Regions from separate parts of the Sus scrofa genome. Here region 2 is linked to region 1. The links are chromatin contacts, called in public HiChIP or PLAC-seq maps. All regions are on one chromosome and are shown on one strand. Each heading gives the region's core, a stretch centred on a gene start, on an enhancer-like site or on the middle of the called end of the contact. The rest is flanking DNA. Distances are from core to core; before and after follow the strand shown. Region 1 holds the start of IGDCC4 (immunoglobulin superfamily DCC subclass member 4). Region 2 overlaps HACD3 (very-long-chain (3R)-3-hydroxyacyl-CoA dehydratase 3).

Region 1 (6,912 bases), core at 1,817-4,316:
ATACGGGATCAATGAAGCTTTAGATAACTTCTGGATAAGATTCACTACGGAGAGAAATTATGTGTGACCTGGTTCCTAACCTCCAAGATGAGGTCAGAGAGGGCCACCCCAACACCCCAAATGATTGGGGTTGGCCTCTGAGCCTCTGGGCTGAAAAAGGGATGGGTGGGTGGGAGTTTCCCAGTGAGGAAAAAGCAGCCCTCACATTCTTAGAGCCCTCCTGCTACTGACCACTGGCATCACTGCCCCCCAAATTCTGATTGGGTGGAAGGGAGAGTCCCACTTCATGTATATAGGGAAGACAGAGCACTGGGCATCCCACCACCACATATTCCCAGTTCCCAAGCCTTGACCCACGAGCAGTGCTCAGGAGAGGTGGTCCACCACTGCTGACTCCAACATCAGCCCTTCATATTCTGCATGCTGAAATTGCTGAGGTGTCTATTATTTTTGACTTCTCCTTCCCTCACTTCCCACAAACTCAATCTATCCTCAAATCCTACTGATTCTATTTCCTAAATATCTCTGGAATCCATCCCAACTGTCACAACTCTAGTTGGTACCACCCCAGCCTCCCAGGAAGCTGCAGCTCCTGCCTTCAGCCTGTCCAATCATTCTCCATATCTGCTGGAGTGAGCGGCTGCAAAGTTGATCTTAAAAGCTTCTAAGGGCTCGTGGGAGCTCTCAAGCCAAAAACCTTGCTGGGGCTTACAAGATCCTTCATGAGTTGGGGCCAGCCTTCTCTCTTGACTCTCTGTGGCCTCTGTCCCATTCCTCCCCAGGCTGCCTCACCCTCATGCCTTGTGCTCTCAAATCTAGCCTCATTAAGCTTCATTCAGTGATCTAACTCACCTCTGAGGGTTTGCACACACTCTTCTCTCCAGAAAACTCTCCCCATCATCAGTCTCCTTCTGCAGGGCTAACCCTCTGTATTGAGCTCTATTATTCACCACTTCCTGGAGGAAGCTTTTCCTGACTTCTCCAGACTATCTGTCAGTCTCCTCTTTATTTACTATATTCCAGGCACCAGTCACATGCTGCCCAAAAACAGTGCTCAGTAAATATTTGTTGAATGACCTCCATCCAGATCAGAGTGGCTTGTCAGAACTCTATAGGAGTGTCCTTAGACCTGATGAGCTTTGCACACTCAAAGCGTTTAGGACTGAGGGCCAGCAGAGCAGTTGCTTCAGCCAGGCACACTGCTGGCCAAGAGAGCCCCGACTCTGCTCTGGCCCTGCCCTTGCCTTGTGCACTCAGGAGCAGGGGGAGGCCAGGTCTGGGAGGCAAACTGAGCCCCGTGCAGGGAGGCCCCACGGATATTCCATAATGCTCCAGTGAGTGCAGTTCTCAGCACAGATTCTGCTTTGCAGGATGACCCTGAGCTCAGTCCCAGAGCTCTTAGAAGAGCAGAAGACAGTGGGCACAACTATTCTTTAATCCCCTGGCCTCCAGGAGGATAGATGCCATTCTGGCACTTGCCTGCCCCCTCCACCTGACATTCCCAGGACCCCACTTCCCTAGCCCAGCTGCCCGGACCCTGCCCTCAGGTGGCCTCCAGCAGGGTCTGAAAAGTCTTTGTAGGGAGAGAGGGGGTCTGAGTAGTGTCCGATACTGTCCCATCCGCTGTTTGGGTTTCCTAGAGATGGGCCGGGCGGTCAGGCAGAGGCTCCTTCCCCCACTCCGAGGTCCCTGCCTCCCTCCCACGTGGCCTGGCTGAGTCTCTCTGGAAAGCCGCAGCAGCTGGAGAGAAATCCCCCTCCCCACCCCCACCGCCAAGTCCCTCCCCGACTCGCCCCGGACACATCCTCAGCTTCCCCCTCTGCAGGGAAGGCAAGAACTAGGCGAACAAAGCAGGCAGCCCATCCCCCTCCCCAGCCCAACCAACCACCTTCCCCACGGGCCGCCCCCTAAAGGCACACAAGGACGGAAAGCTAGAGGGCTGGGGGTTGAAGAAGACGCCCTAGGCATAGACCCTTGGGACTCCGTCACGCCATCCCCAGACCTTTCTCCACTGAGGACAACTCTGACTTTTACCCACCCTGAGTCCACTCTGAGGTGGGGGCCTGGAGGAGGCCTTACTGATCCCGTCAACGCTCCTCTGATCCGGCCCTGAGAGGTGGGGCAGGGGTGACACGCGTGCCATCCCGAGAGCGAGTGTTGGACACGTCCAAGAAAGCAACTATTTTCCTGCCCCCTCTCCCAGGCCACTCTGGGCCTCGGGCTTGCGGGGGCAACACTCTCCCGTGGCACCCCCGCCCCAACCAGCCTCCGGGACCACACCCACTGGACAAAGTTGAGTACTTTATCACCACTATCCCCAGTCAATCCGGAATCTCCTGCTCTGTTCCCCCCCACCCCCAACAAGGGCAAGGACACTCCCCAAAAGCCAAGGCCAAATATTAGTACAGCCCCATAAACACAATTACACACGCTCTCGAGACACAAATGGAGGTGCAGACACACACCCCTACACCCCTCCTCTCTAACACTTCTAACCAAAAGACACGCGCGGGCAAGGAAGAGCCCGCCTAGCGAAAACCACAAACACCGCATCCACCGCCCGCGATGCCACGCCGCGGCCAGGCACGCACTGCGGACGCGGACGTCCGTAGAAGCCCCCTCCCCACCCTCTGCACACACACACACATACGCACACACACACATGCACACATACACACTCACTCACTCCAGACTCCGAAAACCAAGGACACACACCCCCTGCAGACTAGTACGCGCCGCAAACGCCCTGGGCCGAGGCGCGCAGACCCCTAGCGCAGGCACCGCAGGCACAAGGACACGCAGCCCGAGCCCCACGGCCCCCGTACTCGCTCGGGAGCAGGACGCGCCGGCCTTATAGCCCAGCGCAGCCCGGGGCGCGGACGCACTGACACACCGCAGCGGCTTCCGCCACTGCCGCGGCGCCCGCCCTTACCGCGCGCGGCCAGCAGGCAGAAGGTCAGCGCGAAGAGCCCGCCGCGGCGGCTAGCGTCCCCCCGCGCCATGGGGCCGGGCCCGGGCCGCCGCCGCCGCCTCCACCCCGCGCCTCGGTCGCCGCTGCCGCCGCCGCCGCCGCCGCCGGGGGAGGGCGCGCCGGGCGTCAGTGGCCCGGGGAGGCGCGGCGCCGCGGGCGGGGGCGCGGCCTCGGGGCCCGGGCCCAAGCGGGGGCCGGCGCGGGGGCCGGGGCTGCTGCCGCCTCGCCCGCCCCTCCATCGCCATCTTGGGCGAGGAGCCCGGGCGGGGGCGCCCAACGAGCGCGGCCACTCGGGCCCCGCGGGAGACCCTTGCCCGTGCACTGTAACCTGCGGTGCGCGGGTGCTCAGCTCCGCTGGGATCTGTGCCTCTGTCCCTTGCCTTCTCTAGGTTGCCTTGGGCCCCCATTTGGGCAGCTTGTCTCTTGGTCCTGGGGCCTCTTTCTGCCTCTGTTACTTTATCTGTCTCTATCACTTTAAGGCTCTGCTGCTGCCTCAGGGTCTCCTCCATCTCTGTTCCAGGCTCAGTGGAGGCAGATTCAAGGCCTCAGTCTCTGACCCGGCAGACCCCATCCTGCCACTTGAGCCAGTCCATTCCATCCTCGGTCTGGATTGAATCCTCATTAGCTTTGCCACATGCTGCACCAACAGACCTTCTGAGGACATGACAGTTCCCTCAACCCATTTCCATTGTCATTCCAAGCTGATGGCTTCTCTTGACCTCCTTTTTTTGCTCTTAGAATAACCAGCCCCGGAGTTCCCGCCGTGGCGCAGTGGTTAACGAATCCGACTAGGAACCATGAGGTTTCGGGTTCGATCCCTGCCCTTGCTCAGTGGGTTAACGATCCGGCGTTGCCGTGAGCTGTGGTGTAGGTTGCAGATGCAGCTTGGATCCCGCGTTGCTGTGGCTGTGGTGTAGGCCAGTGGCTACAGCTCCGATTTGACTCCTAGCCTAAGAACCTCCATATGCCGTGGTAGCGGCCCAAAGAAATAGCAAAAAGACAAAAAAAAAGAATAACCAGCCCCGACAGGGCATTTACTCTACCCTAAGCACTGCTACACTCCCACCTCCCTGCCACCCTGGGAGAGACAAGGAAGATTTGATTGCTCCCATTCTACCTGCAGGGAAACTGAGGCTGGAGGAGGTGAAATGACTTGCATAAGGACAGGAAGCTAGGGATCAGGAGATGCAGGACCAGAACCCTGGCTTTCTGATTCCAGAGGTCATTTCCCACTCATTCTTCAACTGTGCTTTCTCTTTCCTGGCCAGACTGGTTGCCTCAGTATCCTACAAATGTCTCTTTTTCTAAAACCAGGGATTCAGTCATCAGGCTAGGTAGGGTAGCGAGAGGAGTACAGATTGAATGACCTACTTAAGGTCTTTTCCAAGACCAGGATGCCATGGTTCTTCATCCCCTGTGTCTCCAGTGTTCCCATATGTAGAGCCACTTTGTAGAGGGTAGGTACCTTACCCATCTGCTGCTAGCTAACCCTTAGTAAGGACCTTCACTTTGCAGCTCTAATAGGATCTGGCATTTATTCATTCATTGTCAGGCCCACCAGCAGCATTTGACTTAATCCATCACTCCTGTTTGTTTCACTTAGTGATCTCAGCTGGTCATCAAGGCTTTAAATTACATCTTTATGCTGGAGGTGCCCACACTTACACCTCCAGCCTGGACCATCTCCCCTGAACTCCAGACTTGTATATCCAGTTACCTGTTCAACATTTCCATTGGCAAGTAGGCATTTCTAATTTAATATGTCCCAAACTGAGCTCTGATCTTCCCTATTAAACCTGCCTCTCCCATAATCTCCATCCCAGTTCCTAGTAGCTCATCCTTCCTGTTGCTCAAGTCAAAAACATTAGAGCCAGCCTTGGCTCTTCACTTTCACATCCTTCACACCCCATTTTCCTGCCACCACCTTGATCCAAGCACCATCACCTTTCACCTGGATTGTCACAATAGCCCCTTGACTTGTTTCTGTCCTTGTTCCCCTTTAGTCTTTTCTCAATACGGAACCAAGAGGGATCTTATTAAAGTGGGAACAAGATTGTGTCACTTCTCTGAGCAAAACCCACCAGTGCCTCCTATCTCAAAACAAAAACTGAAGTCCTTCTTATGACAAGAACACCTCTCTGATCTGGAGGCCTGCTTTACTTCTCTGACCTCACCTCCTACACCATCCCCTTTGCTTGCTGCCTCTCCAGCCACACCAGCCTCCTTGCTGTAACTTGATGGCAGCCAGTCCCCTCCCTCCAGCTTCCAGACCTTTGCCCAGGAGTACAGGTCTGGAACTCTGCCTCCCACCCCTCATGTCCTCACAGCTCCCCCCACTCTATCCCCAGTCTTTCTAACGTCCTCTACATTTTACTCAGTTTATTTTTTGTCTGTCCTCCCAACCAGAATGTGGGCTTTGAGAGGACAGAGATTTTTGTGTGCTAGGTTCACTGCTGAATTCTAAGCAGATAGACCAGTACCTGGCACTGTGTAAGTGCCAGGGGGCCAGGATAGAAGATACAAGTCACTGCCCACAGGTACAGTTGTGTCTTAAGTGGCCCAAGGTGGCAGGGAGAATGGGGAGCAAGAGAAACTGTGTGTTGTGGGGATGTTGAGGAAAAAGCCTTTATATAATTTTTTTTTCTGCTTTTTAGGGCCATACCTGTGGCATATGGAAGTTCCCAGGGTAGAAGTCGAATCAGAGCTATAGCTGCCAGCCTACACCACACCCACAGCAACGCCAGATCTGAGCCTTGTCTGCGATCTATGCCACAGCTCAGGGCAGCTGGATCCCTGACCCACAGAGTGAGGCCAGGGATCGAACCCACAATAGTGGTCGGGTTTGCTTTCGATGTACCACAACCAGGAACTCCCTTCACAGAAGTTTTTTGTTTGTTTGTTTTTGTTTTTGTTTTTAATTAGCAGGATATGAGCACAGCAAGAACTTATATATTTTTTTAAATTTCTTATTTGTGTTTTAGGGCTGCACACACCGCATATGGAAGTTCCCAGGCTAGGGGTCGAATCGGAGCTACAGCTGCCAGCCACAGCCACAGCCACAGCAACCTGAGATCCGAGTCGCGTCTGCGACCTACATACACCACAGCTCAGGGCAACGCCAGATCCTTAACCCACTGAGCAAGGCCAGGGATTGAATCCACGTCCTCATGGATACTAGTTGGATTCATTTCCACTGAGCCACAGTGGGAACTACACAGATTGTTGTAGACATTTGACCTAGGTCTTGACAAGTTAAGGAGGGGGAGAACCAATGGCACAAATGGGAACTCCTAAATTGTTTTCAATCTTAGTTATCTATAAGTTGTCTAATTAATAGCCACATTGGACCATGAGCTCTGTGACAGGAAGTATAAGGAGCACTGATGGCTAAGCCACAAAACTGATGCTGAGGAGAAACTAAATTTGGCGAATTTGCCTCAAGTTGATCATCATCAGAAAAGAATGTTAGCATCTTCTAATCAAAAGTCATTAGTGACTTGGAGTTCCCATTGTGGCTCAGTGGAAACAAACAGGACTAGTATCCACAAGGATGCAGTTTCAATCCCTAGCCCCGCTAGGTCAGTGGATTAAGGATCCTGCATTGCTGAGAACTATGCTGTGGGTTGCAGATGAGCCTCAGATTTGGTGTGGCTGTGGCTATGGTGTAGGCCAGGAACAGATTCAACCCCTGGCCTGGGAACTTCCATGTGCCGTACCTGGAGCCCTTAAAAAAAAAAAAAAAAAGCTATTAATAACTAATACGTTAAAAACCAGTATTTTAAAAAATAAAATCTAATGATAATTTGATTTAGTTTGGCTTTTTGTTTACCGGAAAGGCAGACTGAGTGTATCTGTAATATGTTATTTATGGAGTACTTTCCAATAGATGTGAAAAGCTTTTATTTTACATTTCAAAACTAAAACTCAAAATATTTTTATTT
Region 2 (6,912 bases), core at 2,848-5,347, 97 kb after region 1:
TGATTCTGGCTCGCGGTGAAGCAATTCATTTATTTGTTCAGTGAGGACCGTTGGTGGAGACAAAAGCAGAGTACCTGCTTTTGCCTCACATAGGCTAGGTGCTGAGTTGTTGGACAGCTCTCTATCGCCCCCTACTTTCCATAATTTATGCTTAAGTGAGTTTTAGTGTTGAATTCCAGTTTGGGAGCCTAAGTCCTGTTCCCTTCCCTTCCTAAGACACAGAGAACCATCAGGTTTTCCCATCTCTACTCTGTCTTTGGGGCTACAGAACTCGTGACTGGTAAGAAACCACCACTGATGTGAGGAGGAATGGTACACTATAAAGACTTCAGGAGTTCCCTCATGGCTCAGTGGGTGGGGGACCTGGCATTGTCACTGCTGTGGCTCCGGTTTGATCCCTAGCCTGGTAACTTCTGCAAGCCACAATGATGACCCAAAACAAGCAAATAAAGACTTTAACAGCAGCTTTATCTGCGTTTGAGGTGAGCACTAGCAAAGAGGCCAGCCAGAGTCCAGTGGGGCTAGGTCAGGGTTACTCTCAGGCTAAGCATGAAGGATTCGTTTGTGCTGAAACCATAGTTGTTAAAGTGTTTGTTCATTTATCAAGGTTTTTGTTTGTTTCAGTTATGTGAGGACAGTGTGCCTACCTCTGTTTGGGAGCTGTTTGAAAGATAACTATTCTTGACCTTATCTAATAGAGAGTCAGGGGGAAAGAGTGGTAACTGAAGGCATAAGATTGGGTCCTTGCTCTTCCACTTACTATCTGGTGTCCATGGATTATTCACTTGACCTTTATGAGCCTCAATCTTTTCTTCCAAATAAATGTGGATGATGACACCTAATTCATAGGATTGTTTTGAGGTTTGTATTGGATAATGGGTTTGAAAGTGCCTTGTGAATTCTCCCATACTATTCAAGAATAAGGGGTTATTATTTTGACATTAAACCTTAGATGAGAGAGAGAAACACGAAGAGCAATAGAACAGAACAGTCTGTCTGTAGACTTATCTATGTATGAAGACTTACTTAAACAGTAGTGATGGCTTTACAAATTAATAGGGGAAAGGATGAACCATTCAGGAGATTGTATTGGGACAATTAGTAATTCAAATGGTGAAAAGATAAAATAAGATCTTCCCCTATGCCATAGACAAAAGTCAGTTTCAGGTGGGTTAATGACCTAAATGCATAAAGAAAAACTACTGGAAGAAAATACATTGAAAAAAGAGAAAATATAAGAGGGTTTTTTTTTTTTTTTTTGGTCTTTTTGCCTTTTCTAGGGCTGCACCCATGGCACATGGAGGTTCCCAGGCTAGGGGTCTAATCAGAGCTGTAGCCACCAACTTACACCAGAGCCACAGCTGGAGGATCTGAGCCTCATCTGTGACCTACATCACAGCTCTAAGCAACACCAGATCCTTAACGCACTGAGCAAGGCCAGGTGTTGAACCCGAAACCTCATGGTTCCTAGTCAGATTCGTTAACCACTGAGCCATGATGGGAACTCCCTAGGAGGTTATTTATACAATACTGGAAGAGAAAAGAATGTGTTAAGATACAAAAACATAAGCCTTAAAGAAAAAAAAATTGACAGATTTAAGAGGAGCTTGAGGCAGATATTTGTAGTGTAGTATCACTGAGCTCTTCCACATATGCACAAGGAGACAGCATTACATTACAGCAAAAATATTGAAAACAACCTCAGTACTTATCAACGGAAGAGTGGATAAATTGTGGTATATTTATACAGTGACACACTGTACAACAGCTAAAATAAATGAAGCAGAACCACCTATGGATAAAGTTTAGAAATATGTCAAGTAAAACGCAAGTTGAAGAGTTATATGTATTCATATTGTATTTGAAACCATTTATGTAACGTAAAATAATATGGTGTATTGTAATGAATACCTGTGTTGTACATGAATAAAGAATTAATAACAAATTATTTAATTACTAATGGGAATGATAAACTCCAATTCTAACATAGTGGTTACTTGCAAGGCTGGGATGTTTGAGGAAGAAAGGGCAATGGGATTGAGTAATTATATAACTATACCCATATCAATTTCTTAAAAAAAAAAACCACTGAAGAAGTAACTCAAAATGTTAGTGGATAATAGACAAAATGGTGTTTGCTATATTTTTCTGCGTGTGGCTGATTGCTTGAAATATTTTGTGATAAAGATTAAGTCTAATCTAAGCTGTTCATATCCACAGTACAGAACCACTCATTAGGCAGTGAATTGATTAAATAATTTGGTTGTTGTTGAGTGGTTGCAATGGTCTGACCAGGCACAGTACTAGGTATTGGGGGTGGGGGTGGTTTCAGCGGTGAACAATGCATATAAAGATACTACTTTCAGGTTGAGGGAGATAGACAATAGATAATAAATAAAATTTTTACCAAGATAAGTACTATGATGGAGGTAAGAGTAATTGGTAGAAATATTTTAAGTAGGGTGGTTGGGAAAGGCTTCATCGGGGAGGTGATATTTGAGCTAGGTGAAACTGGAAGGATAAAATGAATTATGAAGAGAGCTGGGGGAAGAACATTCTGCTAGTGCATAGACTTAAGGGCAAGCAAGGACTTGGGGAAGTTCCAGGGAACAGAAGGGATGTTAGTATGTTTGGAGTGTAGTTAGTGAGGAATAAGTTAGAAGGAGATGAGGTTGGAGGAGTTTGCAAGATGTAGGTCATGTAGGGCCTTGTTGCCATGGTAAGGAGTTTGGATTTTATTGTAAGAGCATTGGGAAACTATTAGAGTTTTAAGCAGAAGAGTGACATTATAGAATTTGTGTTTTAAACGATTATTCTGACTGCTGTGTGGATTATAGAGGGGCAAAAGTGAAATCTGGAAAACCATTTAGGGAAGTTATTATAGCAGTGTGGGTGAGAGATGAGGTGACTCTGTCTAGGGGTGACAGTGGTGGTGGAGAGCCATGGACAAATTTGAGATATATTTGGAGAGAACCTTCAGGCCTTGATGGATTGCATATATTGGGGCTACTGAGGGGAGAGGGAGAAGGAAAGAATCAACAACTAGTCCTAGAATTTTGGCTTAAGCACAGAGTAGATTATGATCATGCCATAGGTGTGGCCAAAGGAAAAAAAAAAAAGACTTGATTATGATGCAGTTTACTAGAATATTTAAGACTAGAGAAGAGGTTTAAAGGACAAAATTGAGAGTTCCTTTTGGACATGTTGGTGTGAGACAATCTCCCTATAGAAATGTGAGGTAGTCACATAACTGCATAAATGCAGAATTCAGGGCAGTAGTCTGGATTGAAAATAGAGAATTTCATGAAATCTTAGACTTCGGTGATTTTGAGATGTCATTATTTTATGCACCATGAAAAAAATGCTGCTGATTAAACTATGGTACATACATTCATACAATCTTATGACTTCAAATGTTTGTTGTTTTTGAAAGAGCTCTTTTAGATTTGTTTAAGCTGTCAGTTCATTCCAGCCAGAGACCTCTAGAAGCACCTTGTTTTAACAAGTTGAGTTTAATGATTGTTTTAGGGAGAACACATGGGGAACTGTGGGGGTGTCTCAGTAAGAGAGTGTTAGAAAGAACTGATTATAGGATTGGGGGTTTGGTGACTGGGAGAGGGTCTAATGAAGTGGGGGCTTGATTTAGATTGGATGCTGTCAGGAAGTGGGAACACTTCTACGATTGGGTATTTTGTGGATGGCATGGTGACCCATGCCTAGAAAAAATTATGAGGTGACCTTATTTTGTGTCATTTTATCGTGGTCTCAGTAACCTGAGGTTGGTTTATGTTGTTTGATATTATTTGTGTTCAACAGGAGAACAAAATGGTCTTGTAAGCTTTGGACCAACTTGTAATAATTTTGAGATCTGCCTGTGAATGTCAGATCAGTTTCAGATGTCAAGGGCTGCTTATTTCCTTCTCAAAACAGTTTAAAAAATAACAAAAATTAGAGTTCCCATCGTGGGTGCAATGGAGATGAATCCGACTAGGAACCATGAGGTTGCAGATTTGATCCCTGGCCTCGCTCTCTCGGTTGAGTATCCAGCATTGCCGTGAGCTGTGGTGGAGGTCACAGATGTGGCTCGGATCTGTTGTTGCTGTGGCTAGGGTGTAGGCTAGCAGGAACAGCTCCCATTAGACCCCTAGCCTGGGAACCTCCATGTGCCTCGGGTGCGGCCCTAAAAAGACAAAAAGACAAAAAAAGCCCCCCCAAAAAACCCCGAAAATTATCATTTTATCTATGTAATTGCTTCTGTACACATAAATATGAAAATATAAGCAAAAAAATTGGTGAAAGTATTCCTAAACCATTTTCATATCTCAGAATCCACTCTTCTGAATCACTTTTCTACTCAGAGATGTCACTGTCCATGTTTTATCCATAAAGTGTCATATTCTGTGCTATTAAAAGCACTAGTAATGCAGCCTTTCTGAAAGAGTGCTCTACTACTATCTCTGGCAATTTTTTTTTTCAAGCCATCAACACCTATTTAAAAGTTTTGATGCTGGCACATTCTTATCGTACTAGAAGATGTCAACAGAATGTTTCCAGACATGAACCAGGACTCATACTACTTCCTTACATGACCTTTAAATGGTTTGTTGCCTGAAATATTGAGTTGCAGCTGTGTAGTCATGTCATTGAAGAACAGCCAAGCTCATACATGCTCAGGCAGTGACTGCCATGCCATGGTTGTTACTTTGTCAAAGCAAGTGTAAGGTGCTGCTGTCAATTGTAGTAAATATGCTGATTTTAGAGCTATTGAATGTGAAAAAATGTGCATTTTAGAATTAATGAAATATAGCAAATTTTGGGGTTGTCAGTAAGTTGCAATATTTAAACCCTAAGACCAGATGGGATCATCAGGAAGAGAAGAAGAATTAGAGATGACCAAATCAAGCTCCTAAAATATGGTGTCTTGGTTTGAATCTTGGTTTTTGTCACTTGCTGATTGTAAATCTCAAGCAAGTTGTGTATGCTCTGTATGCCTCCGATTTCCTCATCTTTAAAACTGTTGTATTAATAGTGCTTATTTTATAAGGTTGGCTTTGTGTATGTGTGAGCTAGTAATGTGAAACACTTTGAAAGATAATTAGCATCTAGTGAATGTTCATTAATTTTTTTTTGGTCTTTTTAGGGCTGCACCCGAGGCATATGGAGGCTCCCACGCTAGGGGTTGAATCAGAGCTGTAGCTGTTGGCCTGCATCACAGCCACAGCAACATAAGATCAGAGCCATGTCTGCGACCTATACCACAGCTCAAGGCAACACTGGATCCTTAACCCACTGAGCAAAGCCAGGGATCAAATCTATGTCCTCATGGATACTAGTCAGATTTGCTTTCACTGAGCCACAGTGCAAACTTCCTCAATAAATGTTACTGAATTGAGCTGGATGAGGAAAGTGGCTAATTGGAGAGGATAGGGTTCATCTTAAGGGGATAGCTATTGTCATTCAAGAATGCAGATATGAGCATTGTAAGAAAGGAAAGCAGGTTAGCCCTCTCCTTGACAAGGATGGAAGAGGCCCTCAAGCCTGATGACACATATACTGTTAAGGCATTGCCACCTACTTCATGGCATCTAACCATTTTTTTTTTTAATTTATTTTTTAAATTGAAAAAATTTTTTTTTCTTGTCTTTTCTCGGGCTGCACCCACGGCATGTGGAGATTCCCAGGCTAGGGGTCTAATCGGTGCTGTAGCCATTGGCCTCCACCAGAGCCACAGCAGCTTGGGATCTGAGCTATGTCTATGACCTACACCACAGCTCACGGCAACACCAGATCCTTAACCCACTGAGCGAGGATCGAACCCGCAACCTTGTGGTTCCTAGTCGGATTTGTTAACCACTGAGCCATGATGGGAACCCCCATTTTTTTTTTTAAATGGCCACACCTGTGGCATATGTAAGTTCCTAGGCTAGAGATTGAATCTGAGCCACAGCTGTGACCTGTACCACAGTTGCGGCAACACTGGATCCTTTAACCCATTGCGGGACTGAACCCACACCTCTGCAGCAATGTAAACCACTGCAGTTGGATTCTTTTTTTTTTTTTTTTTTTTGGTCTTTTTTGGGCCACAGGTTTGGTATGTAGAAGTTCCCAGGCTAGGAGTCAAATCTGGGCTGTAGCTGCTGGCGTACACCAGATCTAAGCCACGTCTGTGATCTATGCCACAGTTCATAGCAACGCTGAATCTTAAACCTCCTGAGCAAGGCCAGGGATTGAACGTGTGTTCCTCATGGATACTGATGGGGTTCATTACTGCTGAGCCACAGCAGGAACTCCTGCAGTTGGATTCTGTGCCATAGCAGGAATTCCTAACCATCGTTTTTGAACTTATTCATAAAACAGAAACAAATTCACAGATTTTGAAATCAAATTTACGGTTACTATAGGGGAAAACATGGAGGGGAGGGATAAATTAGGAGGATGGGAATAATAGACACACACTACTGTATATAAAATAGATAATTAATGAGAACCTGCAGTATAGCACAGGGAATTCTACTCAATAGTGTGCAATAACCTACATGAAAAAAAAAAAAAAGAATGCATGTATGTGTAACTGATTCACTTTGCTGTACATCTGAAACTAATACAACATTGCAAGCCAACTGTACTCCAATAAAATTAAAAACAAAAGAATGCAGATCTGAGATTGGCCTCTAGTTCTTATAATTTTTGGAAAAGAAATTGGAAATTCAGATTTTTTAAAAAATGAAAAAACCTTATAGTTTTATATTTATTCTATATACATTTATATGTATATATATTTGTCTTTTGTCCTTTTAGGGCCGCACCCACGGCATGTGGAGGTTCCCAGGCTAGGGGTCTAATTGGAGCTGTTCCTGCTGGCGTATGCCACAGCCACAGCAATGCAGGATCCGAGCCATGTCTGTGACCTAC

Evidence for each region. HiChIP or PLAC-seq counts read pairs in DNA pulled down with a chosen protein or histone mark.
Region 2: an H3K27ac HiChIP or PLAC-seq map of skeletal muscle shows a contact between it and region 1. The contact joins the enhancer-like site here to the promoter of IGDCC4 in region 1. A contact is called at or near these places in 1 of 5 promoter capture datasets (fetal liver), 4 of 47 Hi-C or Micro-C datasets (liver, retroperitoneal adipose tissue and skeletal muscle) and 2 of 2 datasets of contacts at active chromatin or transcription factors (alveolar macrophages and skeletal muscle).

What each region holds. Positions count from the first base shown.
Region 1 is chr1:163,432,836-163,439,747 of Sscrofa11.1, forward strand. It overlaps IGDCC4 (immunoglobulin superfamily DCC subclass member 4), which reads right to left and starts at 3,067. Exons shown (of 20, transcript XM_003121731.5): 1 at 2,933-3,067. The coding sequence starts at 3,002.
Region 2 is chr1:163,528,979-163,535,890 of Sscrofa11.1, forward strand. All of the region lies in intron 1 of HACD3 (very-long-chain (3R)-3-hydroxyacyl-CoA dehydratase 3), which reads left to right. Among named protein-coding and RNA genes, the nearest start is that of HACD3, 6.6 kb to the left of the region's middle. Within about 2 kb of position 4,098, at least 3 of the 83 cell types and tissues checked have an H3K27ac peak or open chromatin away from gene starts, as enhancers often do. A contact at or near this core is called in skeletal muscle, where this site is marked.